Regions from separate parts of the Mus musculus genome. Here all the other regions are linked to region 1. A link is a contact called in public HiChIP or PLAC-seq and promoter capture Hi-C data. All regions are on one chromosome and are shown on one strand. Each heading gives the region's core, a stretch centred on a gene start, on an enhancer-like site or on the middle of the called end of the contact. The rest is flanking DNA. Distances are from core to core; before and after follow the strand shown.

What was found. Promoter capture Hi-C pulls out the DNA fragments that hold promoters and counts their contacts. HiChIP or PLAC-seq counts read pairs in DNA pulled down with a chosen protein or histone mark. Capture Hi-C pulls out chosen DNA fragments and counts their contacts.
Region 2: a contact with region 1 is called in a promoter capture Hi-C map of pre-B cells, with 4 times the contacts expected there. The contact joins the promoter of Cox14 here to the promoter of Kmt2d in region 1.
Region 3: a contact with region 1 is called in a promoter capture Hi-C map of liver, with 2.0 times the contacts expected there. The contact joins the promoter of Smarcd1 here to the promoter of Kmt2d in region 1. A contact is called at or near these places in 4 of 39 promoter capture datasets (hippocampal neurons, liver and pre-B cells), 1 of 484 Hi-C or Micro-C datasets (embryonic stem cells), 1 of 115 datasets of contacts at active chromatin or transcription factors (hepatocytes) and 1 of 9 other capture datasets (liver).
Region 4: a contact with region 1 is called in a promoter capture Hi-C map of adipose tissue. The contact joins the promoter of Asic1 here to the promoter of Kmt2d in region 1. A contact is called at or near these places in 2 of 39 promoter capture datasets (liver and pre-B cells) and 1 of 9 other capture datasets (adipose tissue).
Region 5: an HNF4G HiChIP or PLAC-seq map of pancreatic cancer cells shows a contact between it and region 1. The contact joins the promoter of Racgap1 here to the promoter of Kmt2d in region 1. A contact is called at or near these places in 1 of 39 promoter capture datasets (pre-B cells) and 2 of 115 datasets of contacts at active chromatin or transcription factors (microglia and pancreatic cancer cells).
Region 6: a promoter capture Hi-C map of pre-B cells shows a contact between it and region 1, with 2.8 times the contacts expected there. The contact joins the promoter of Senp1 here to the promoter of Kmt2d in region 1. A contact is called at or near these places in 1 of 39 promoter capture datasets (pre-B cells) and 1 of 115 datasets of contacts at active chromatin or transcription factors (pancreatic cancer cells).
Region 7: a contact with region 1 is called in a promoter capture Hi-C map of liver. The contact joins the promoter of Asb8 here to the promoter of Kmt2d in region 1.

The regions. Positions count from the first base shown.
Region 1 is chr15:98,869,396-98,872,919 of GRCm38.p6, forward strand. Kmt2d (lysine (K)-specific methyltransferase 2D) reads right to left here and starts at 1,810. Exons shown (of 55, transcript NM_001033276.3): 1 at 1,619-1,810.
Region 2 is chr15:99,724,088-99,727,611 of GRCm38.p6, forward strand. Cox14 (cytochrome c oxidase assembly protein 14) reads left to right here and starts at 1,531. Exons shown (of 2, transcript NM_183256.3): 1 at 1,531-1,761. Gpd1 (glycerol-3-phosphate dehydrogenase 1 (soluble)) reads left to right here. Exons shown (of 8, transcript NM_010271.3): 8 at 1-927. It overlaps Gm16537 (predicted gene 16537), which reads right to left and starts at 387. Exons shown (of 3, transcript NR_155353.1): 1 at 230-387.
Region 3 is chr15:99,700,328-99,703,851 of GRCm38.p6, forward strand. It overlaps Smarcd1 (SWI/SNF related, matrix associated, actin dependent regulator of chromatin, subfamily d, member 1), which reads left to right and starts at 1,960. Exons shown (of 13, transcript NM_031842.2): 1 at 1,960-2,171; 2 at 2,779-2,966; 3 at 3,264-3,306; 4 at 3,411-3,524. The coding sequence starts at 1,995. Asic1 (acid-sensing (proton-gated) ion channel 1) reads left to right here. Exons shown (of 12, transcript NM_009597.2): 12 at 1-803. It overlaps Gm34939 (predicted gene, 34939), which reads right to left and starts at 3,477. Exons shown (of 3, transcript NR_168656.1): 1 at 3,299-3,477; 2 at 2,915-3,175; 3 at 1,080-2,463.
Region 4 is chr15:99,668,360-99,671,883 of GRCm38.p6, forward strand. Asic1 (acid-sensing (proton-gated) ion channel 1) reads left to right here and starts at 2,018. Exons shown (of 12, transcript NM_009597.2): 1 at 2,018-2,535; 2 at 3,425-3,524. The coding sequence starts at 3,441. Gm34880 (a long non-coding RNA gene) reads right to left here and starts at 1,497. Exons shown (of 4, transcript XR_875662.3): 1 at 1,049-1,497; 2 at 52-390.
Region 5 is chr15:99,649,982-99,653,505 of GRCm38.p6, forward strand. Racgap1 (Rac GTPase-activating protein 1) reads right to left here and starts at 1,675. Exons shown (of 17, transcript NM_001253808.1): 1 at 1,526-1,675.
Region 6 is chr15:98,091,712-98,095,235 of GRCm38.p6, forward strand. Senp1 (SUMO1/sentrin specific peptidase 1) reads right to left here and starts at 1,858. Exons shown (of 18, transcript NM_144851.5): 1 at 1,572-1,858. It also overlaps a transcript of Pfkm not described here.
Region 7 is chr15:98,144,138-98,147,661 of GRCm38.p6, forward strand. It overlaps Asb8 (ankyrin repeat and SOCS box-containing 8), which reads right to left and starts at 1,565. Exons shown (of 4, transcript NM_001170710.1): 1 at 1,464-1,565.

The sequences.
Region 1 (3,524 bases), core at 560-3,059:
GTGGCAGAGATTTACCCCACCACTCTCCTTCCTGTGTTCACCCTAGACCAACAGGCTTCACTCCATTTTCTCTGCAAGGGAGGAAATGGAGGCTTGGAGGGGTGAAAGGCTGGAGCCCTTGAGTGAACAGCTCTTCAGTGGGACTCAGGACTTCCTGGTTCCCAGCTAGAGAATCAAACCACACCTCTCTCCTCCCCCATTTTCAGTCAGCCCTCTAGGAAGGATCCAAATGGTAACACATTGTCCCTGGGTAGCCTAGGGGATCAGCCAGAGCTAACAAGGTACAGTCTCACCTAAGGATGCTATCTAAGAGCAGACAAGAGAGGCAGAGACCATAGATGACAGCTCACTTTACCCCGCACCCCTATGCCAACTCTCAGAAAGCTTTCAAGGGCAAACCCCCTGCTTTCCCCTTTCTGAGACAATACTCAAGGAGACCTAGCAAATGTATTTTGGAGGGGGTGGAATGAGGGCGCAAAATGCACTAGCCAAATCCCTGCTGGGCAACATGACAGGTGTGAGAGAGGCTGTCCCCAGCCCGGGGCCCAGAGGCTGAGGCGGGAGGCTCATGCTGCACCCTTCCTGCTGTAGATACACACCCCTTCTCCCCAGCACCTCCTACCAGGGCTGGAAACACTGGCTTCCAGCAGAAAAGAGCACAAATAAAGTCATTTCTCCATCAAAGAGGCACAAGCTAGCCTACTCTGCAGAGCCGGGGCAGCACCTGAGAACTATTTACCATTCCGTAGCCAGAAAAGCATTGTAGAGATCTGGCGGGGGCTTTCAGGATTGGCCAGGGACTCATGGGCAGCTAACTCTACACTAGGCCCAGAGAAAGCAAGAGACAAAAGCCATTTTTTTGCAGCCCACATTCGTAGAGAACAGATCTCAACGGCCTCCTCTATAATCCCCCGGAGATTATGTCCATCCCAAGAGGAGGGGAAACGAAGCAGGCTAAGACACCACTAGGCCTTGCTGGGGTCACTTTGCCAGGCAGAGTAGTTAAGTTGAACAGCAGGGGCAGAGCTGCCCCAGCCCCACCTCCTTCATGCCCCAGCTCCCCTCTTCATCGCACCAGTTTCCACCCACCCTCCCCCCCCCCCCCCACCTCCCGGGTGAAGGACTCAGGGCTCCTTGAGTTTCCCACGGATTGTTTTGGGTGCCCAGGTAGGTAGGAACAACATTAAAGTCCAATCTGGCAGTATGTGGGACCTGGCAGTGGCATCCCCCCACCAAGTTGCTCTGTCCCAAGGAACCCTGGGGGTGGGGGTGGGGGACAACAGCCTGGGATTGGTGTTGGCATCAGGGCCTGGGTCCTAGTTTGGTCGAACTCCCTCAACACAAAAATAAACAGGCAGAGAGGCTATCTGGACATGTTCCCAAACTCCTGTAGTTCCCTGAACCCCCAATCTTTAAAGAGGCACACCCCAAGAAACCAGGCCTCGGTTCTGCCGTGGCAACTGGCTCAGATTCCCTTGACAGACCCTGCCAAAGGAACCCTCCCCAGCTCTGGCACCCCTTTCTCCAACCTAAAGGCCAGCCACCGGCCAAGATAGTCCATCTGGCTGTGCCCCTAGTCCAACCCTTTCTGGGCCCAGGCCGGGCGGACTTCACTCACCTCTTCACAGGGCGATCCAGAAATCCTCATCCGAGAACATGGCCAGAGCCCGGGCCGCTCCCCGACCTCCAACCGCCAGAGCGAGCACAGCCGCCCCCCACTCGGGGGGGCTTAGGGAGACCAAGAACGGTAAATCCAGGTCGGAGTGGTCACCCTTCCCCCGGGGGTTTAAAAAAAAAAAAAAAAAAAAAAGCAAAAATCCAACAGGGGTTCTCTGCCTCAGGTTCCAGCAGTTTAGGTTTCCATGAACAGCCCCAGGGCGGCGAATCCCGAGCGGACACAAAGAGAGCACCGGTGGCTTTGATCTTGGGCGAGCAGGCTCCGCATCCGCGTCGCGGGGCGGCCTCTCAGTCCTAGGGCCCGGCCAGCGCCCCGGCCGCCCGCGCCGGGCTCGGGCGGAACGTCGAGGCTCTCCAGATGGAACGTCGAGGCGCCTCCCCAGCAGCCCGGAAGGAATGCCGCGCCGCGCCGCGCCGCGCGCCGGGCCCGGATGGAACGTGAGCCCCTCGCAGCCGCGCCGAGCCCCTCTCCCCGCCGGGCCGGCGCCCCGGGGCCGCGCGAGCTACGGCGACGCGGAGCCGGCGGGGCCGAACCTGACACACACCCAGCGCCGGGCTCCGCGACCCCGAGCGTCCCCCCTCGGCGGCTTCGAGCCCCCCACCTTCTGCTCCCCCCGGGGAAGGGAGGAGGGTTGGTGGGCGAGGAAGAGGAAGGGGCGGGCGGTGCGAGCCCTCTGCCCGCTCCCCTCCGGCCGCTCCAGGCCCAGCGCTCGCCTCCCTTCCCCTCTGGCCTCGGGAGCTGCCCCGCCCCCGGCCTGGCCGCCTGTGGTCAGCGGCACCCCCTAGACCCCCGGCAGGCACTGATCGCGGGGGGTCTAGAGGTGCATGGTCCAACCCCGGCTCCCGGCGCCGGGGGGTCAGGAAACTGAGCGGAAAGTGGGGAACGAGGCAGCCATTTGCAACCGGAGAGGAAAGTAGTGCAGCGCGGCGCCGCTCCGCCTCCCCCCTCCGCCTCCTGCTCGGCCGGTAGGGTGGTTCCTGCGAAGAGGCTCTTTCCTCGCCTTGGAGCTGGGCAGCGATCGTAGAGACTCGTGGAGCGTCCGGCGCGAGATCCAGGGGGCCCTTTTGCCTGGGGAACCCCACTCGAGAAGGGGAGAAAGGAGAAGAGGAGGCCCTATTTTGTGTTGGAGCGGGGCGGCGGAGGGGTACAGCCCTCTTGGAGGAAAGGCTGTGACTCTGCAGTTCTACGCACACGCTCCGGGATCCCTCCGCTGCAGATTAACCCCGACTGCGCCAGGCTGGCCGCCGGGCAGACACGTGGGAATAAAGCCCCCCTCTTCTTCGCCACGGCCCAGGAGCTGCCTCCTTTACCTTCTGGGTGGTAAAGCTAGGATTCTGGCCACTTTTTAATTCTGTTCCCTAAAGTCACTGACCCTTGGAACTCCTTTCTTTGGCTGGGGGACAATCTTTGCCAAGGGGGGGTGGGGGGTGAAAAGAGAGCCTGGAGATTGGCCGCAGCTCTGCATCCTGGGAACTGGAGTCCGCAAATGGAGAAAGTGAGGCACCGTGCCTGGCGCTGCAAAGGGTGGGTTCTTGCCACGTTTGGGGGCCGGAAGAAAGCTGGACGACTCTCAGGTCTTCTAACTCCAAGACCCTTTGGAGTAGAAGTATTGTCGGTGTCCTCGCGATCCCCAAACAACCACTTCCCGACCAAAACATCAATGTAGAGTGTCCCCACCCCATATTTAATTTTCCCGAAAATCTTCTAAACCTGTCTTTTATTTCTTCTTCTTCTTCCTTAAACTAAGCTAAATACTCTGCTACTTGGTTGGAATATTGTTAATCTGAATAAGACCCTTGGCAAGCTCCCGCACTCCCAAGTATGGAAGGAGGGAAGACTAGAATTA
Region 2 (3,524 bases), core at 281-2,780, 850 kb after region 1:
CTCCCCTGACCTTCCTATTTGTCCACCTCCCCAGTCAGGAGCTCCGGCCCCGGCCAGCCCCTCCTACTGCTGACCTTTCTTCTCAGGGTCCTCCCCACAAGGCCGCTTCTCTCTGCAGTCACCACCAACTTCACGTCTAACAGAATGTAGGATTTATAGTTTATCGTCCTCAGGGCTGTCAGCCCATATTCTTGACTCTGCCCTTTCCTTTTGCCCAAGTCGTTCTCACCCAGCCTGGAAGGCCACCCGGCATCTGTAGGCTTAGAACTAAGGAGCAGCTCAAAGGTTCAGTAGGTTTCCACAAGGGTTGGTGGGTCCTAGTCCAAGGCCAGCTGTCCTCGGAACAGAACAAGGTCCTCGCGAGATCGGACCCACACACCTCAGGAGCTGGGGAACTCGAGGGAAGGACAATTGAAAACTGCCTGCCCTGGGGTGAGGGAGATCAGAGGGGGATGGGAGACTGCTTTGCACTGGCCCTGTTCCAAAGTTGGGTGGCAGCAAGAGAATGTCACAGATCAGCAGCCTGGAGCGCTAGCTATAAATAGCTGGAGGTTTCTCTCTCCACCAGGGGTCTCCATTTCCTGTGTGGCAGCAACTGGGACACCGTGGCTCTGGCCAGCTTGATATTAAACTAACACATTAAGGTGCCAGGTCCCTCTCTGCTCCTAGCCTTTAAGAATTCCGTCTTAGTGAAGGTCAGAGCTGTCGGGTAAGGGGAAGAGGGGGGGCCCTGTCATCGATCCCGACTGGGCTGGAACCCTCCCACGCATGACTCAATTCAGAGCTGTTCCCCGGGAGACTGGGGCGGGATGCAGACAGATTCCAACACCTTAACCTATGTTTGCTCAGTCAGTCAACTGTGAATCTGAGGTCTTCTGTCAGGCCACTTGTCTACCCAATAAAGTGTGGTTTTTCCAGAAACTGGAAGAGTTGGGGGAGTTTATGTGGCAGTGTGTGGGGTCATGTATCACTGCATGCATGTTTTACTCAATGTAAGACAAGAAGTGGAAAAAATCATCCTTGTTTAATAGCAGCCACACTCGGGCATCAATCGGCATTGGCGTCCACTCTGCTCACAGCCCCCACCTCCACCCCCCCACCCCACCCCCGTCCCCTTTTGTGCTTCGTATCCCCTCTTCCACCCAAGCTGTCAGCCAGTCTTCCCAGCGCTTCTTACAGGGTCTGTCACGTTGCCTGCCTACGAGGAGGTCGCGCACAAGGCAGAAATATTAGCGAGTCACCCTCCCATCCCCCGACTCACCCCCTACACCCATTCTGTGGCCTCACTAGTGCTGGTCCAGCTAAGGTCGGTTCCTCCGGATCACCCTGTAAAGGGCCGCTCCAGGCGGTAGGGGGCGCTAGGCCCATCGCTGGAGAATTCCGAGGATCTACCTAGCTACAGTTTACGTCACTGAACTTAGACTGCGGATTGGCTAATTCTGAGCTAAAATTTTTCCCGTTTTCCAAGGAGCGCTCTTGATGGACCAGAACCACACCCCCCAGAATTCAATGGGCCTTTCCGAGAGGAAGGCTAGACTGAGCGTGCGTAAGAGAGAGGTAGAAGCCGGAAGTTCAAGGCTGGCTCTCGCTTTAGTGGGCGAGTTTTCGCAGGGGGTGTCGGGTCCGGAGCGGGGCTGAGCACCAGTGGCTGAGGAGCTGCGCGTTGGTGACTGCCTCTTCCTGCCCTGCGGCGGCCGCGCGACTCTGCGAGTGGCAGACTGAGCAGGCATCGCTCTGACGCGGCCGAGTTGCAGCCTCCAGGTAGGCCGCGGGCCGGACGGCCAAGCGCACTCGCCCTCCCCCCACGCTCTCCTGCTCGGCGCACCGCGCCCCCTGCTCCCCGTGTCGCCGCTTTTCACGCTGTTCCCCTGCTCCCCGTTCCGAGTCCCTGCTGTCCCCTGTGCCCCGCACCGCGCTCCCCTCCGCTCCCCTGTGTCCCGCACCGCGCGTCCTCGGCCTGTGCCCTTGAGAGCGCGCGGCTCCTAGTCCCTGCGCTGTGCTAGCCCCTGCTGGCTCCCCGGCTGTCATAGTCCGACCGCCTTCCTGGTGTGACTGCGGCCTGGCTGTCCTCCCTTCTGAAACTGCTCGCCTCAACCCCAAAGCTCCTCACGGTCCCTCAAAGCCACTTATTTCTCTGAGGTCCTCACCACCTTCTCTGATCCTACAGAATATGGGGTTCATAGCTTACCTTTCTGGGCTCCGTTAGTCAGAAGTTGTTTTCTGCGGACACCAAGTCTCTCCAAAGAGGGCTAAATGACAGAAGCTGGGGTGGTTTTAGGGCTTTGATCCTTATTTGTTTTGTAAAGGATGCCCATCAGATGAAAACCTTCTGCCAGTCTCAAGAGTTTCTTTTATTTCCAAAGTTAATCCTTGTATCTGGGCTTCTAACTTCAGGGTTTTATTGTTTGTTTTTGAGGTTATCTCGGATTTGCTTCTTTTTGTTTCACACCCCCCCCCCGTTTTTTTGTTTTTTGTTTTTGACAGGGTCTCATGTCCACATCCTGAGTGCTGGGATTTCCAGCATATACCACATGCTCTGTTTAATGCAGTTCTGGGGACTGAACCTCTGGCTTTGTGCCTGCTACACTGAGTTACATCCCACTTTAAATCATACTCAAATCTTCTCTATCAGTGAACAAGGTGAAATTAGCTTTTCACCAGGGCGAAGTGACTCTGGCACTCTACAGGCAGGATCCCCCAGACACACACATCCTCAAGTCTATCTTCAGGTCCTCTCTCGGGAGAATTTCACTACCACAATAAGTAGCCTGATTAAAATATGGTTCTGAGGCTGGAGAGATGGCTCAGCAGTTAAGAGCCTTGCTGTTCTTCCAGAGGACCCAGGTTTGATTCCTAGTATAGTCTGGGTGGGCTGGTCACTTTTTTTTTTTAAAGAGATTTATTTCTGGATTTTATGTATATGAATACACTATAGCTGTCTTCAGACACACCAGAAGAGGGCATTGGATCCCATGACAGATGGTTGTGAGCCACCATGTGGTTGCTGGGAATTGAACTCAAGACCTCTGGAAGAGCAGTCAGTGCTCTTAACCACTGAGCCATCTCTCCAGCCCCGGCTGGTCACTTTTTAAGCACAAATAAGGAGAGCCTGTGTTAGCTCTGATGGCATCGCATCATATACACCTGTTTCCGGCCTTCTGTACCTCGGGTGTAGATGTTTTGAGTCAGAGCTCTGAAACTGCCATGCTTAACTCTTTTTTTTTTTTTTTTTTTTTTTTTTTTAAAGATTTATTTATTTATTATATGTAAGTACACTGTAGCTGTCTTCAGACACTCCAGAAGAGGGCATCAGATCTCATTACGGGTGGTTGTGAGCCACCATGTGGTTGCTGGGATTTGAACTTCGGACCTTCGGAAGAGCAGTCGGGTGCTCTTACCCACTGAGCCATCTCACCAGCCCCATGCTTAACTCTTTTAAGAGCAGCCACACAGGAGTCACCAGCATAGGATGCATCCGTGAAGATGAAAATAAGGAATGGCTCTCCGGGAAGGAGGAGAGGCCT
Region 3 (3,524 bases), core at 710-3,209, 830 kb after region 1:
AAGCTGTGAATTACAAGCTCTGCCTCTTTCTGGCCTCGCCCTTTGCCCCCACGACCGGGGCACCCTCTGCCCTCCCCACAGCCTTAACATACCCTCTACCTTGCTCCACCTATCCCAGTGCCCTTTGCCTGGCTGACTGTGGCCTCCCTGAGGGAAGTGACTGCTGGAGAGGTAGCTCCTACCCAGGAATGGAGGACACTAAGCGGAGAGAGTTACAGACGGGAGGTGGGGAGGGAGGCTGGGGATTGGTGACTCCCTCTTGCAGCTGGGCGGTGGGTACCCACAGCCAGAAGCCGGAGCCCTGACTCAGTGGCCTTTCTTTCTTCGGGGTGCCCAGGGCCCAGTCCTCACCTTGATGCCCAGGCCCACCGCTTGCATTTTCTGGTGAGTCAGGGCGTGGTCACATGAGGAAAGAGATTGGCCTAGAGCAGAAGTTGAAAGACGTGCTGTTGTGTGTCCCTACCCTAAGGGGGCCACAAGGTGAGGTAGAGGGCCTCCTCAACCAGACACCCTTCCCAGGCCAGCTCTCCAATCTCATTCCTGGCCTTCTCTGTCCCCACTGTCTCTTGGTCTCTAATCCCAAAACAGGACTTATGGGCAGATCACCTGTGTACGTTGGCCTGGAGCCAGAGAGCAAGGCTTTGGCATCTTTGAGACCTCTTGGTTCTCAAGAGTTGTTTAGAGATCAGAACTCCCCAGAAAGAAACAGGGCAAAGCTGAGAAATGTACACTGGCTGGGGGGGCAGCAGGAGGGGCTCTGGGTGACGCATGCCTCTGGTCTAATAAACTGGGTTTCAACCATCTCTTCAGTGTTGGTTTTCTGTTTGTTGTTTGGTTTGTTTTGAGACAGGGTTTCTCTGTGTAGCCCTGGCTGTCCTGGAACGGCTCTGTAGTCCAGGCTGGCCTCGAACTCTCACAGAGATCCTCCTGCCTCCCAAAATGCTGGGATTAAAAGCCTGAGCTGCCATTATCCTGCCCAGTGCTGTTTTTAGTTGCAAACTGTGGGTGTTACCTTTAGAATGGAGCTTGCCTTGAGAGCCACACAACTAGAGTAAGGGAATTTGAGTGGTAGCCCGGTGTGGTGGTTATACCTGTAATTCCAGCAGGTAGGAGATGGAGCAGCTATCTTCCATTACACAGTGAGTTTAACGCTAGATTGGGCTACACCAGACCCTACATACTTGATCAGGTAAACACTGATCCTGCTGGGAAAAGACAGGCTCAGGATTCGTCTGATCACTGGGCAGGGGACCAGCAGTTATCTATGGCAACAAATATCCAGGACTCTTTGGAGAAAAGTCACGGGAAAAAACGCATCAAAATCTTAAGTTAAACGTCTGAGGTGAAGGGTCCCGAGCCTTCTCTGTGTATCCCTGGCTGTCCTGGAACTCACTCTGTAGACCAGGCTGGCCTCGAACTCAGAAATCCGCCTGCCTCTGCCTCCCAAGTGCTGGGATTAAAGGCGTGCGCCACCACGGCCCGGCATGGGTTTTCTCTTGCTGATTTGTCTTTGCCACGACATTGATCTCCTTCGAGTTCTACTTTTCCCGAACGAACAAACAGCACGTTTTCCTCTTTAGTACCCGGAGTCTGAGCAGTAGGAGAACGAAAAGCAAGGCAACCAGAATGCTTTGGAGAGGTAAATGCACTGGGCCAAGGTGAAGCATCACTCCAGCCGCCAGCCGGATGGGCTGGGCTCTCTGCAAGGCTTTTTACCGTCCTCCAACCGCGTGGAGGCGCTCGCTCCCGGCACCTCTTTATCCGCACACCGCTTCTCTATGGTGCTCCCTCCTGGCCCGTGAAGGCGGGAGGGAGTGGTCAGCACGCCTTTCCCGCTAGTCGCCCCCTCTAGCCCGTAGTCTCGCTGCTCCGAGCCGCCTGTGCCCGCCGGCGGGCCGGGCCCACAAACAGCCCAGGCGCTCGGGGGGCGCGCGGGGGGCGGGGGGAGTTCCGGTTCCGGTTCTTTGTGCAGCTGCAGCGGCGGCTCCGGGAAGATGGCGGCCCGGGCGGGTTTCCAGTCTGTGGCTCCGAGCGGCGGCGCGGGAGCCTCAGGAGGAGCGGGCGTGGCGGCTGCTCTGGGCCCGGGCGGAACTCCCGGGCCTCCCGTGCGAATGGGCCCGGCGCCGGGTCAAGGGCTGTACCGCTCTCCGATGCCCGGGGCGGCCTATCCGGTGAGTGGGACAGGAGGAGGGGCGCGCGGGCCGGGGGCGGGGCCGAGCGAGGGCGGAGGACTGACAGGGGTGAGGGAGAAGTGGGAGGGACTCCCTGGGGAGGGGCTCGGGCCGGGAGTGGAGGTGTGTGGGGGGGGAGGAGGTTAGCATCCTTACCTGCTCCTGGCGGCATTGTTTCCATGTGAGGAGTGAGTGTGGAACCAGGGTGGGCGAAGTGGGCCCTGGGATGGTCATGGAATGCAGAGGGGAGTGGGCAGCCCCCGTGTCCCCAGGAATACCCAGGCTGTTATAGCTGCAAATGGAGGTCAGCTTTAGAGGAGACAGTAGCTAGTAAAAAAAGAAATGTAGGGCTGACTAGACATGTCTGGTGAGTCAGATCCAGCATAGACCAGAAAAATTGAGTATAATCTAGTTTTTAGACTATATGCAATGAAATCACTGAAGGTCCAGTGACTGTATTTCAAAGAAGCAAAGGACTGTCTTGTTGTCCCCCCACCCCACCCCCAGCCCTAACCCACTCCTGAAATCCAGGCTGCCACCATTTTTCCTTTCTTGGTGGGGCTAGCAAGGAAAAGTATGACATTTCTGGGTCCTCTCCCTTCTGTAGAGACCAGGTATGCTGCCAGGTAGCCGAATGACACCTCAGGGACCTTCCATGGGACCTCCTGGCTATGGGGGGAACCCTTCAGTCCGACCTGGTCTGGCCCAGTCAGGGATGGACCAGTCCCGCAAGAGACCTGCACCTCAACAGATCCAGCAGGTCCAGCAGCAGGCGGTCCAAAATCGAAATCACAAGTAAGATGACCCCTGGGGGTGAAGGAAAGAAGGGTATGGGGGAGAGGAGGCCTGTGAGGATGCTGGTGGTGGGCATGCAGAACCAGGAAGTCAGCGCTGTGGCACCAAACGGTGCTGCAGGGACTAACAGGGCCTCATGATGCAGTGGAGTTTTGGTGGTCATGGGAGAGGTAGCGTCTTTAAATGGAGAGTCATTTCGTAGGCCTTGGCTGTAACCATAAACAAAGGTGCTCACAACACTGCTCACGTTCTGACTAGTTCCTATCCCAACCTGATCACAGTATTTATTCTGAACAGTGCAAAGAAAAAGAAGATGGCTGACAAAATCCTACCTCAAAGGGTGAGTGCAGCTGCAGAGGTCTCCTTGAAGGGGTAGTGGCTTTGAGAATAGAAGTGGTCAGAACGAGGGCTGCCCCATCCCATCTCTGTCTTTCTGTTCCTAAGATTCGGGAACTGGTCCCAGAATCACAGGCCTACATGGATCTCCTGGCTTTTGAAAGGAAACTGGACCAGACTATTATGAGGAAGCGGCTAGATATCCAGGAGGCCTTGAAACGT
Region 4 (3,524 bases), core at 768-3,267, 800 kb after region 1:
AAAAAGAAAGAAAAACCAAAACAAAACAAAAAAAGAAAAAGAAAAACTTACCCAACTCCCCGAATTAGGAGCTACCATCTCGAAGTCTGTCCTGATATGGCTGATATGGCTATTTTTTTTTCTTCCAGATCTAAATCAGAGTGCCAGTAACATTTGTTACTGGGGATTTACAAACACAGATCAATGAACTATGCATTTTCCATCAGTGATTCACATAATCATTGAAAAACAAGGTGAAATAAATACAACCTTCATCATAAGGATGAAGAAACTGAAGCTTGGACTGGCCAAGGGTCCTGCCGGTGGTATTGCGTGGTGGGGTCAGGTCCTGTTCTTGGAGCCTGGATACCTGATTCATGCCTTTTATCTTTCCCCGGACTACTCCTGCGGCTGTTCATTGGCCTCAATCAGTCCTCGCCTGCCGCCACCTCACCTCATCACCTTCCTTCCCTCCACCCACGCTGCTCCCTGCTCCCTCGGTAACATCCCAGGTGATTGAAGCAATTTGCAGCCATTAGAAGAGGCTCCACGTGTCGCTCAGCTTGTGGGGTTTGCAAAGATGTTACAGATGTTCCAAGATGGTCCTCCCCTCCCCCGAGGACATTGGAGAGCCTGGAACCAGACTAGACCCAGGGCTAGAATCATCACTTAAACCCCGTTTGCGACCCTCCTAGAGTAATTCCTAGTTTCACAGGCCGCCTCCCCCATTGCCCTTTAAGTGGAGTTTAAGTATCCGAGAGAGTGCTGTCACCTGGTGGCTGCCCAGGGGCATGGCAGCCCACCAGCAGCGCTTGTGCCGTTGGACAGCTCCCCAGCCGGAAGGCGAGATACTATCTTTATTTTGGCAGCTTGGCGCTCTGGGTCCTGCTGAATGGACCTCAATCTCTCACCAGACCTAAACCCCTATCCCTGGAGAGACATCTTCACTGGTTTCTAGGGTACCTCTTACTCCCAACCCCTCACAAATTCTCATCAGCTTCTTCCCTCTATGTCAGGTTCATTCCTCAAACTCAAACCCAGAACCATGTCCCTGAGACCTGCTTCTCACCTTCCTTCTCTCAGAGCTTCACCAGCCTGTAAGTGGAGCAAAGGAGCTGCAATGGATATAATTCTGATCTTGCATCACACACACACACACACACACACACACACACACACACACCACACCATCATCTGACACCATCAGACCTCAACAGCCTCTGTGTTAAGAGCTCCTAATGAGCATCAGCAAATTAACAACTTCCCCTTGATTGCTCCTTCTCTGCTAATTGGATAGGGAGGGCCCCCCCCCCAAGGCCTCGGAGAAAGAAAGAGGGAGGGAAGGAGAGAGGTGACAGCTACAGGAGCAGCCTCCAGGTTTCAGGACTCAGATTTCTGGTCCATCCCAGAACACACTCCTCCTTGCAGCCTTCATTTTGTATCTTTTTCTTTTTCCCTACTTCTGCCCCATCTGCCCTCACTTCTGGCCATGTCTCTTTTCTTCTCTCTGTTCCTCTCTGCTTTATAGATCTGCCAATGAGGCACTTGCACACGGGCTGCTTAAGAAATCCACTGATATACAAATGGGGTCTGGGTGGCCAAGGGTATTTATATATGTGCATGTGTGTGGGTCACATGAAGGTGGGAAGCAGGAATAAGAGCAGGTGAGTGAATGTGTACAAACAGGTAAGTGCTCGTGTGAGGGTCAGGCTTCAGGGATGTGTAGGTGTATGTGATGTGTGGATGGCTGAGTGGCAAGGTAAGACTCCGGTCTGAATGTGCCTGTATCTCCACACAGGCAAATGCTTGAATCAGTCAAGTGTGACTGTGACTCGGAGTGTGTGTGTGTGTGTGTGTGTGTGTGTGTACACGTGTGCATGTGCCATCAGAGGAAGCAGCAGCAGCAAGAAGCAGGAGCTTCGATCCGAAGGAGACAACGTGGGGAGGGGGACGCTGGGGGCAGACACCCTCCTTCCTGCGCGCACACGTGCGCGTGCACACACACACACCCCATAGTCACACACGCACACACACGCGCACACACACACAAGCCACAGGGCCTCGCAAGCAGAGAGCGGAGCCGGCTCCGGGATCCGAACGAGGCAGCTCTGCTGAGAGCGGCGGGAGGAGGCGAGCCAGCGGGGGGAGCCCTCGGTTCCGCTCCCGGGCCGGGGGCCCCCCGCGCACACCGGCCCAGAGACACCCTCGCAGACACTCGTAGGCGCGCACGCGCACCCTTTCCCCTCCTCCTCCCCTCCCGCCGCCTCCCGGCCGGACGATGGATCCCTGCAGATCCCGGGGCTGAGAGCACCGCGCAGCGCCAGCGCGCCGAGCCCCGGGCGGACCAAGCCGAGCGAGCAAGCGCGCGCGGGCGGCGGACCGAGCTGAGCCGAGCTGGCCGAGCGGGCCGCTCCCTGCAGGGCTCTACGCGGGTGCCGCGGCAGCCGGCGGCTCGGGCTCCGGGCCATGAGCCCCTCCGCCGCGCGGCGCTGAGCCCACGGACCGCCTCGCGCCCCAGGACCTGCAGCGGCGGCCGGCTTTCCCCAGCCCCCTCAGGTGGGTTTCCGACCCCGCTGCCTTGGGCCCCGGGCTTCCTGGTGCCCCAAAGCCGAGACTCTCCTCCACTGTAGCTTTCTCCAGCTTCTGGGGAGGCTCGGCGGATGGGGAGGGGGCGGGGGGCCGAGCCGGGAATATGACTGCGACGAGAAGCTGGACTGGAGGGGGTGCGTTCGGGGCGGGGATAACTGGCTGTCATAGGGAACCGCGCCCCCCCCCCCCATTCCTACATCCACCTCAGGCAGCCTACCATCCTCTCCCAAACACACACACACACACACACACACACACACACACACACATACACACACAGCCTGCGCCTATGCCTGTGCTTGTTTGAGAACTGGAGACACAGAAGGTGAGGATACAGGCAGGGCCCCTCCCCAGATGTGCCCACCTCCGGAGAGGTGGCCCTGGTTTAGCTCCTGAGGTGACAGCCTGTTCCTGGGGATACCCTTGATCAAGAGAAGAGCCCCTGACCCCTGGTTCAGCCCATTATGGGGAGTTTGATCTTGGCTGGGGTAGATATTCCTGTCCCAGAGTGACCTCACATCTGGAGGGAACTCCCATGCCTGCCTGTGGGTGCATCAGGGACTTCCCTCCTTCACTCTAGTGGCTGTATCTGGGGTCCCCCATAGTCTGGGAAGCTTGCAGACCATTCTCTCGACCCGAGCTGACCCCCCCCTCCAAGCCTCTATGTTTTAATGACTGTCATCTTGGATGGTCCCTCGTTCAAGCCACCTTTGGAGCCTGCATGTCAGGGAAGTCTTCCCTTGGACAAGCAGTGACCTCCGGTTAAGGATTTTGAATGGACATAATTGGAGGGGCCCTATATGCGCCTTCATCTCAGGACAATGACAGAGTCTTGTCTCCTCTTTCCTCCCTCTAGGATCCCCTTGGCAAGCATGGAACTGAAGACCGAGGAGGAGGAGGTGGGTGGTGTCCAGCCGGTGAGCATCCAGGCTTTTGCCAGCAGCTCCACGCTGCAC
Region 5 (3,524 bases), core at 425-2,924, 780 kb after region 1:
AGATTGGAGGGTCTGTATTTGTGGAGAGTTTGATAGAATGTCTCAGATCTGCAGCCAAATTATCTGAGTGATCTTTAGCTCCACTAACACACCAGACACCTCCTTGTGACTATCAGATGAAATTTTGGCCTGAATTACCTTTCACCCGGAGAATGGCAGCACACACCTTGAATCCCAGTGCTTAGGAGACATAGAGGTAGGCAGATCTCTGTGAGTTCCAGGCCAGCCTGGTCTACAGAGTTCCAGGACATACAGAGCTGTTACACACAGCAAAACCCTGTCTCAGAATAGAAATAAAAACAGAAACAAACACACACCTACCTTTCATCAACCCAAAAGCCAAGTTGACCAGCAGACAGCACTGAAGTCTAACACAGCATAAGAGTCCCTATCTTTACTGCACCCTGGCAGCCTGACATGCAGCCTCATCAGTCCACAGAGGTTTTAAAGGTTAGTAGAAGACAGTCTTACGTGAAATTACATGTACAATTGTGCTGGCCTGTAGCTCAGCTGATACCATGTCTCTCTAGCATGACAAGCCCCTGGTTTCTGTCCTCAACACAGCAAATACTGAGAATGGCAGATCACACATGTAATCTCCAAGTTATCCTGTAATGCCTGTAATCCCAGCACTCCAAGGACAGGAGGCTCAGAAGTCCAAGGTTATCCTTGGCTACAAGAGGCCAGCCTGGGCTACATAAGACACTACCACACATACACGGAGTCCAGTTTATTTAGGAGTGATAGAACTTTAAAAGGTAAACAGTAAATCCAATAACCTTCCGATACACTATTGGGAGTACTGCAGTCAGTCTCTCCCCCTCTTCCTCTCTTTCTTCCTCTCTTTCTGAGGCACAAAAACAAAGCTCTCATTCCAAGGGAAATGAGTGAGCCAAATATAAGTGACCCTGGCTAGTGAACATGAATCCAGAATACCAAAATACTACGTTGTGATATAACCATTCTCACTACGTTTTATAGTTAAGAACAAGTCTTAGCTTTTCTGTTGGTGGAAGCTGTTCATATAAATTAATACACCCCAAAGGGTTTCACATGCAAATCACAGAACAGTAGGTAGGTCAGTGACAGAGGTGGGCAATAAATTATTAAAAGGGGGGGGGGCCTGGAAAAAAAAAATCACCCGAGATAGGCTCCGAATTTGCAACATTCCAACTCTCCACAACTAGGGATGTTCTAATGAGCCTTGTGGGAGACAGCCTAGAAGGTAGAGGCTCTCCACGTCAGGCCGCCGGGTTCCCCAAACACCTGATTTCTCCCTCAAAAGAGACTGTTCCTCGGAAAAGGGTATGAGGGGGCTCTCCCCGCCATTCCCACGCCCGGCACTGGGGCTCGCCAAGACCACCTTGAGGGAACCACACCCGCACCCGGCCGGCCACGCCTCAAAAGGACGCCCCGACTTTGCAAGGAGCGCCACGCCGAGAGCAGCCGGGTCCCGCCGCCCCCTCCCCTCGCCCGCCTCCCCGCCGCCCGCTCGCTCGCTCGCTCGCGACCTCGACCGGCTTACCGAGGCTCCCGGCCCCGCGCACACGCAACCCCGTCCGGCCCGCGGCGCTCACTCTCCGGCCGCCGCGCCCCAGGAGGGCTGCTGTCTACCAGCGACGCGCCTCACTAACGGCAGTGTAAAACCGCGCCGCCAGATCCGGTTCAAAATCACGCACCAGCCAATCACAGAGGAGCTCATAATCACGAAGACGCAAGTGTCAGGGCCAGGGGGCGGGCGCAAAACGGAATGGGCATGCGCATTACATTAGCGAGACGCCCGAAAGGCGGCCATTTTGACTAAGGGCACACACACAATTTTGCGGGAGTAGTGGGTGTTTCGTGGCCCGTGTAGGACTCACATTCCAGGCTCCAGCTTCCTTTCTTGCAATTATCCTAATGACCTGTTGACTAATTGCATATTATTTCTTGCCTCCTGTTTCCCCACGCAGTCAAATAGGACCCTTGGAAACTAATAACTGAATAGTTTTCGGGTCTCACTGTAGAATAGGAAGAATTCCAGAAGGAGACAGAGCAGCAATCATTTTAACCATATTTACTGAGCTATAATTATCCCTCCATTCATTCACGCATTCATTCAGACTTCTATTTGATGCACAGTAAGTATGCCAACTTCATAGCAAGCACTCTGCTAGGAATCAGAAAAAAATACCGATCATGTGGTCTCTGCTTTCCAGTAGCTATGAATGGGGGAAGACAGCTCAAGAAAACAAATAGAAATGCAAAATGAAGTGTTATAATTCCATTTAATAAGTGGCACTTAAAATTTGGCGTCGTATTGGTACAGAGGCTTTGAAACTTTGAAAGATCTGGACCCAACATCAGAAATGCCTTTTACGTACACCAGCAAACTATTCATCTTAATCTATTAGTGTGTTCCCAATGTTTCTGTTCCTTTTTTTGTTATGTCTCTGTGTTGGTGTCCCTTCCTTCCTGAATTTACTAATTACTGGTAGGTGTGGCTACTAGCAACTTGACAAAATACTGGCTAGCTAGAGTTTACTAGAAACAGTGATCCAGGTACACCCCTTTAACCCCAGCACAGCAGAAGCAGATTTCTGTAAGTTCAAGGCCAGCCTGGCCTGCCTCAGAAGTCTAACCACCAAGGGAACTGAGCCCTTCCTCGAACTCTTTACAACCGTGGTATTTTCAAAGGCAGTTCTGGGTGGGTGTGGTGGCACACACCCGAAACCCCAGCACTTAGGGCGTGGAGGCTGAGGGATTAAGACCAGCCTCTGCTACTTAGTTTCACACCAGCCTAAAACAAACAAAAAATCAGATCCAACCATGGCTCTTCCTTGCTGAAAACCATTAACCGTTTCACTTCTCCTCCTTAAAAAAAGATCAGGGTCTTTAACAGGGCTCCCCTAACCTGGGCTTCCGGGCTCTCCAGCTGCCCCTCCTGACTCCCTCCTGTCTACAGGTCCTGAAGTGCACCAAGCTACTCTTAGCATCCAGCGCTTGCAGAACTCTTGCTGTTCCGTCTGCCCCAAACATCCTTCCTGCCCATTCCCCCAACTTCATTTGACTAAGTCCTATCTGTCCTTTGGGCAACTTGAATTATTATTATTATTATTTTAATGCTTTCTTCAAAGGAGTCTATGCTGCCTGCCTCTGTGTGCTTTTGCTATAATTTCTAGCTCCCTTCCTCCTCTGTGTGAGTTACCTCATCGTTTTCTGATTCTTCTAGTTACTTTTGTAGGGCCTTCCACGTGCTGTGCTTTGGCTCAGGCATCTATAAGTGGAAACAATGTCTGACTCTCGGGGCCTTTCAGACATCCTTGTAAAATGAAGCACATGTCCCAGTACCAAGTATCTGCTCAGTAAATACCCCCTTGCTTTGCTGGCCAGTCCATCGGCTTCCAGAGAACCGCAGTAGGACTCCTTTGATTTACTGCTGCATTTAGCATGGTAGGCAGCCCCAACAAAGTCATTCAAGTGCAGGTGAGTTGAACTCTACCAGATGGTGGCAGTATTCCATCCCACCACCCAATCTACATATT
Region 6 (3,524 bases), core at 608-3,107, 780 kb before region 1:
ACAGTCTACACTTCACCATCATCTGTCACCTGTGATACACTTTACACTTCGCCATCATCTGTTCAGGTCCGCACCATAGTATTTTTATGTGGACTCTCTCCCCCAGTTAAATTAGTACCTTAAGCACCTTACTATTCTAACCTTTAAATAGTACTTAACTTCTTACACACATACACTAAGTGTGGGGTTCTGGGATATAAACACAAGAAAGCTCTGGCCTTTGCCCTTTAGTAGTTTTCAGGCCAGGCGAGGAAGCCAGATCCAGTCACACAGACAGCAAAACTAGTATGACGGGTAGGAGAAAGAGAAGACAGTGGAAGAAGAAAATTACATCACCTTAGCCACAAGTGGCAGAACCTGTTTGTAAACTCATCCACTCCCTCTCCAGACCTAATTCATCAGATGAGTGATAGGCTACCCACGTTTGCCGTTTGGATAATTGACTGAAATCAGGGAATGAAGCTCTTTAAAGAGGGGGTGGGGTGGGGGGGGGGACAGGTAGTCTAACTGGAAGGTTCAGGTCACTATTACAGGTGTCACTGTAACCTCAAGGGCAGTAATCCACATTTCAGCAAGAGTCGTGAATACAAATCATCTTTATGAAGAATACTTAAACATGTTTTACTTCATCCAGAATGTCCTACTACATCGAAAACCCTACATCAAATGGTTGATTGCACATAAAAGGACTATACAAAATTTTGCAAGAATCACCATCACTCCAAATACAATTAAGTATGCCACGTGAAGTAAGTAATTTTAACAAGTGTGCCTTAAAAGTGATAAAGGAGCAAGTTATTGCCAACAAGATAACAGAAAAACTGTAGAGGTACTGATAAAACAGAAATCACCAAGCTCAAGACAAGAGGAAGCCAGCATATATCCAGAAAGATCACGTTAGGGTATACGAAGAAAAGGTTCAAGGGAATTCATTACCAAGAGGCGATGAGCCAGGTAAGGAGACGGCGGCAGTTAAGGGGGTTTTCATAACCTATGCAGAAGGGTCCAGACGTTTCTCTCTGGTGGTGGCTCTAGCAATATCACATCCCAGGGAATTATCACAGGGTAAAAAGAGTTGGAGAATTGTTTTACGTGAGACTCGGTAGGCGAGGAGTAGCATTCAGGTTTCAAGGAAGAAGAGAGGCGAAGCAGGTGGGAGCGACAGCTCAACTTCCTCGTAGAGAACAGCTCTTCCTCCCGGGGACCCTGCTCTGGCGGGAAACTCCCGCGATCCCAACCGGCCTTCTCTCTTTGGAAAAGTAGAGTGGGATGTAGAAGGAGGCCGTGCTGTGACCGCGGGGAGATGGCCTCTCCGCGGGTCGGGAGACCGGAGGGCTGAAAGGGCGGCCTCAGTGAGCCCAACTACCAGACCCGGGCCAGGCAGCCGCGACCGGGCAGCAGGGGGGAATGGAGGTGGTCCCAAGGGGCGGGGCGGAAGACAGGGCACGGTCCCCACCGCCGTCCTCCTTTCCGCTCGGCCCCGCCGAGGCCCGCGGGCCCAGCCTGACACAGCCTCCCGGCCCGGTCTCCCTCCATCCTCACCCCTCCCCCAGTTTCCCGCCGCCACTCACCGAACCGGAACCGGCTGCTAGGCAAAGGGGTTTCCGGCCGGGCGCGGACCGCAAAGCCCGGGAACCTCCGGGAACCGGAACCTTCTTTACTCTACCGGAAGACCGTTTGGCGGGCGCGGAGGAGGGAAGGGGGTGGGACAAGAGGTCAAAGAGCGAGCTACAGGCTCGCGGGACGCCTGCGCGAGGTGGCGAGGCCCGAGACGTGGAGGGAGCGTTTGACTCGCGTCTCCATCTCCCTGTCACCCTGTCAGACTGGGGCTTTTTCTCTTCGTCGCACTTGGAGTACTGTTAGTGCGCCCGCCGTCCTTTGGTTTTCTCTGTCCCTCGGCTCCTTGACCCGCTGTCATCTGGTTCCGTTCGGTGACCTTTTTTTGGCTTACGCACAGGTTTCCATGGCAGCTGTTCGCTAGGGCCCTAGATGTTTGGAAACCTGCGCCTTCCCCGACAAATCCTCATTTTGAGTTCTAAATTGATTTTTACCTCTAGCTTCTGAAAATTAGTGTGCATCTTGTCACGCTTGACACGCTTGACTGATCACAGGAAGTGGGGCTAGGGGGAAGAGCAGAGACTAAGAAACTTTGGGAACACCTTAGCTTAGACTCTTAACAACACACCTAGCCTTATATAACTGGAATAATTTTAAACAGTGATCTCTAGTGGGATTCACCAGAGGTCTTAAACATGTAATCAATGCCAGACTTTTAAAGACAGAATGGAGGAAAAATTAACTTGTTCATTCAAATTACTTACCGAGCTTCTTAATTTAATTACGCCTCTGGCGCAGGCCCTATTTGGAAAGAGGCTTCAGAATAGTATTCTAGACCCAGGTGACTGCCTGTCTGAATTCACTCTTGAAGAAAGAAAAGCCTCTGGAATCTGCCAGCCTCATCTATTCTCTAAGCATAAGGAGATAAACTTGTTTCTTCAGGGGATCCTGACTTGTTATGTATATAAACGATTATATCACCTTATATGCTGATATTTTTATATGGCCAAGTCCTAAAACCCAGTGGTATTAAGTGTACCTAGACCATGTTGACCTTTGACACTTTAAATATTCTATGGATCTATTTATTTGGATTAAACTTTCTTTACTTCTAGGAAGTAGCCATGCGTAGAGAGGAGTTTCAGCTGAGATTTTTCATGTGCGTGATTGAGTCTCGCCAAGTAGTCAGGACTACTCAGAGCACAGGTACCATTGATTATGTTATAGTGACAAGGGATATGTTCTCTCAGAGCTATACAGGATGAGAGCTTCTGGCAGAATTATAAACTTAAGGGGTCGACGGGCTTGTTTTCTATTCCTAGTAGGAAAAATATTTTGTCACCGTGTTGGGGTGTTTTCTTTGTACAAGTATAAGGGAGATGCTATCCTCATCCCAGGCAAAGGAGGAAGACTTGGGAGCTGAGAACAAGAAACATGGAACATGGGAAGGGTGTTGATTTCTATTTAATTTATAGATTATTCTAACCTATCTGGGGTGACTTGTAGTAGGAGTCCTTGTTGATACTCAGTGGGCACCCCCAAACATGTAAGTCAGGACTTAAAGAGAACTTCCACTCTTTTCTAACTGGTAGTGATATGTTCTGCTTTGCCTCTGTTAATACTAAAGGAATAGAATCGTTTAGAGGTAGTAAACTAGTTACTGAGAACAATCCATTCTCTTAATCGTCTTTACCGCGTTTATGCTAAGTGTTTATTCAAAAGAAGTTCTGAATAGCTAAGCCTCTTAGGGAAAGTAGAAGAGAAAGGAGCACACCCTCCCTGGTCCCCACCCTGATGGTGACCCACAGTTATCGCTTCCCAGCGGGGGAAGCTTCAACCTCCAACATGACCATACCGGAGTCAAAGGCAGATGACCAGTGGAGACTAGACGGTATGGATGATGATCCAAGCACCGTGGGACCTGTATCTATTCCTGACACTGGTGAGGCCTGTGAGTAAACAATGGG
Region 7 (3,524 bases), core at 315-2,814, 730 kb before region 1:
TTATAAAAAAAAAAAAAGCACCTATCAAAAACTGGAAAGAATGCCGGGCGTGGTGGCACACGCCTTTAATCCCCAGCACTTGGAAGGCAGAGGCAGGCAGATTTCTGAGTTCGAGGCCAGCCTGGTCTACAAAGTGAGTTCCAGGACAGCTAGGGCTACACAGAGAAACCCTGTCTCGAAAAACAAACAAACAAAAAAATCAACCCCACCCCTAAGAGTAAAGGTTATGAGAAGGTTTTTAAGTAGTGCCTGGCACATGCTGGTCCTCAATATAAATTTGTTAAATCCATATTTGAATTGGCATCACAGCATCAAGCACCCAGGATCGGACTCACCAAACCCCTGGGTTAGGTAAGTTGCTGTCAGGGTGTGACTCAGAAGCAAAAGCTTTACTGTAGAATATATATATATAATTACACATGCAACTACTAAGAAGCGCAAATTTGCGATGGGTTATCCCTTTATACATTCGATAATGTAGTATAAACTCTAGTTTCTTTTTGCTAATCAGTAGCCATTAACAGCTGTCTGAAAGGTATGCGAGGCTGTGGGTATGGCTTAGAATTCGGCAAATCCTGTTTTTTTTTTCTTAAACTTTGTAACAAAGGGGACAAAAAAGCATGGGGTTGGGAGGTGGGGTGGGCGCAAAGGTATAGTCCGGGTTTCAGCAACGGTGTTGGTCAGAGGGGACAAAGCAGAAGGCTTGACCTGATGTGGTTGTGTAAGTTCCTGGTACATTAAGCAGATGGCACTAAACCCTGCACTCATTTTATGGATGTTCCTGGCTTCCAGGCTAAGAACTCTACCTTGAAGCTCCAGGTGAAACTGTGTGCCTTTCGCAAGGACAGCATCTGCTGTCAGGATAGATCAAGATAATCAACTTCCCTGTGGCCCCCGAGGCCAGCAACCCTGCAATCTGACCCCGGTGGGTCCTTCCCTCAGCTGTGACTCGTTTGCTCCATGCCCTGTTTTTTCTTCTCCCTCCTATGGAATGTACAGAAAACTTTTTTTTTTTTTTTTTAAAGCAATGCACAAATACACTCAACAGACCCTGCTCAGGGCCGGCGTCGGCCTCGCCCCCGCGGTGACCCTTGGCCTGGCCGGAGGCTCCCAATCCCAGGACGCGGACAGCTGGAGGTTCGCAGCTGCCGGGTCTGGACGGACAGACGGACGGAGAGGGGCGGGGGCCAGGGCAGCAAAGGCCAGGGCTGCTGCGTCCCTTGCGGCAGGGACCCCCGGGCGCTCACAGCAATCCGGGCGAGTCCCGGGAGTCTCAGCCTGCACCCCGGGGCGCCGACCAGCCCCCGCCCCCACCACCCGCAAAGGCCGGGAACGGTGGCCGGGTCCGGAGGCACAGAGGCCGGGCAGGCGGCTAAGGGGCGTTCACAGGCTGCGAAGCACCGACTTGGGGGTGGGGAGGGGGGCTGGCTTCAACACCGTCCCGCACTCACGGCCGCACTCACCGAACCGCGGGTCAGATCGGTCCGGGAAGCCGCTGTCAAGGCGTGACCCGGAAGCAGAAGCGGCTCGCATCAGCCCCGGGGTTTACAGCGCAAGCCGGCCGAGTGCGTGGGCGCCTGCGCGCAGGCCAGTGTGAGCGAGCCGAGTGCGCCTGCGCAGACTGTGGACGTTGGTGGGTTCTTAAAACTTTCCTAAGGAGCTGGACGCATTCCCCTGTCGCTGCTTATAGGACGTGGGCGCGATCGCTAGATCACTCCTAGCCTCTGGCCTCGTGTCCTGGTCCAATGGTGGAGGAAAATCCCGAATTTTAAGCCTATTCTTATAAGTCTGCGTCTGTGTGGACCAGGGCATCCCATTAGTCTGCCTCCCAGAGTCTATATCTGCAAACAGTCCTGGCACCACATCCCCACCGTCTTCTCTGCTTAGCATCATCCATTTCAGAGTACAAGCGTCACATAATTGACAGAGCAAGCTGCTGGTGACTGCCTCTCAATCTTGATTTGAGGAAGCCCAGCTTATTTGAACTAACTCTCTCTCTCTCTCTCTCTCTCTCTCTCTCTCTCTCTCTCTCTCTCCCTCTCTCTCTCTCAGAATTTACCCACTACATAACAAAAGCAGGTTTGCACTTGTACACAGCAGAGGGTCTAAGGATCTAGCAAGATGAAGTACTGTAACCTGGAGGGTGGCAGTCACCTCTCTTCGGAGGTTCTGGGCCAGCTGTAGTTCAATGACCCAACACAGAAGGAAGAGTACAGGGTTCGGGCATTGGCTTTGAGACTGATGTATTTCGCTCAATTTCTCCGAGTATTATCTTTCTTGAGTGTTGGTGAAAGTATAACAACGTAAAAACAGAATTCTAGGCCTTTAGGCCCAGGCTTGGGAATGTGGCCTTTGTAAAGGTATGCTAATCAAAAAAGAGAGCAACATTCCTCTACCCACCCGCTTCCTGGGTTCAAAGAGTGCTCATTCAAAGAAAGTCACCCTGGCCATTACCAGAACCTGCAATGCAAATGTGCTATTGTTAGAGGCTCTTAGAAGCTGTCTTGAGAGTTAACAATTACCAGGTATTCCTTGTGACTCTTGTAACTTTACACTTCCTTGTGACTCTTAACTGGTATCTTTGGTATCTTCCAACAACACCCTCCCCACTTCCTTAAGTTTCGGTTTCTTCCTTTAAATACCCCCTTACCCAGCTACTCAGGGCGCCACGGTCCTCTACCCCTGCGTGGTGTATGACCATGGGCCCGAGAGCGCTCTTGAATAAAAATCCTCTTGCAATTTGCAGCAAGACCCGTTTCTTGTGGGTGATTTTGGGGTGTCGCCTCTCCTGAGTCAGAACGTGGGGGAGCCCTCACATTGTGGGTCTTTCATTGGCTGTAATAATACTTAAATATCCTTCTATTTCTAGAAAATTTGATTTTAAGTAAAAAACAAAGTCTTGCTTCCCAAATGCTTTCTCACTTGCCCAATTTCAAACCGCTGTATAGCTATCGTCATGGTACTGTACTACAAAATGGAGCTTGAGAGCACTTCATTATAAAATTGCAAAGCCTACAGTGTCTGTTCTATTTTTTTTTCTTCTTCTTCCTGAAGAAAGATAAGGACAATAATGATTCTCAATTTTAAATTTTAATATTTTTATAAAAATATTCAAACATACAGAAAAATTAGAATAGTAACATGAAATCTTTATAACATTGCCTATTTGTAAAACATTGACTTCTTGTCACATTTAAAATCTAATATTTGAGCCGGGCAGTGGTGGCGCATGCCTTTAATCCCAGCACTTGGGAGGGAGAGGCAGGCAGATTTCTGAGATCGAGGCCAGCCTGGTCTACAGAGTGAGTTCCAGGACAGCCAGGGCTACACAGAGAAACCCTGTCTCAAAAACCAAAAAAATAAAATAAAATCTAATATTGTTTTTGTCCTTTTTTCTATTTTATGTTGTTCTTGGTTTTCTTCTTTTTTAGACAAACTATTCAAAAAATGTCTCTAATTCCTGTTGCACTGGGAATTTTTTTTTTTTTTTGAGAAGACAATTCTATGTCCTGATGGTTGCTCTC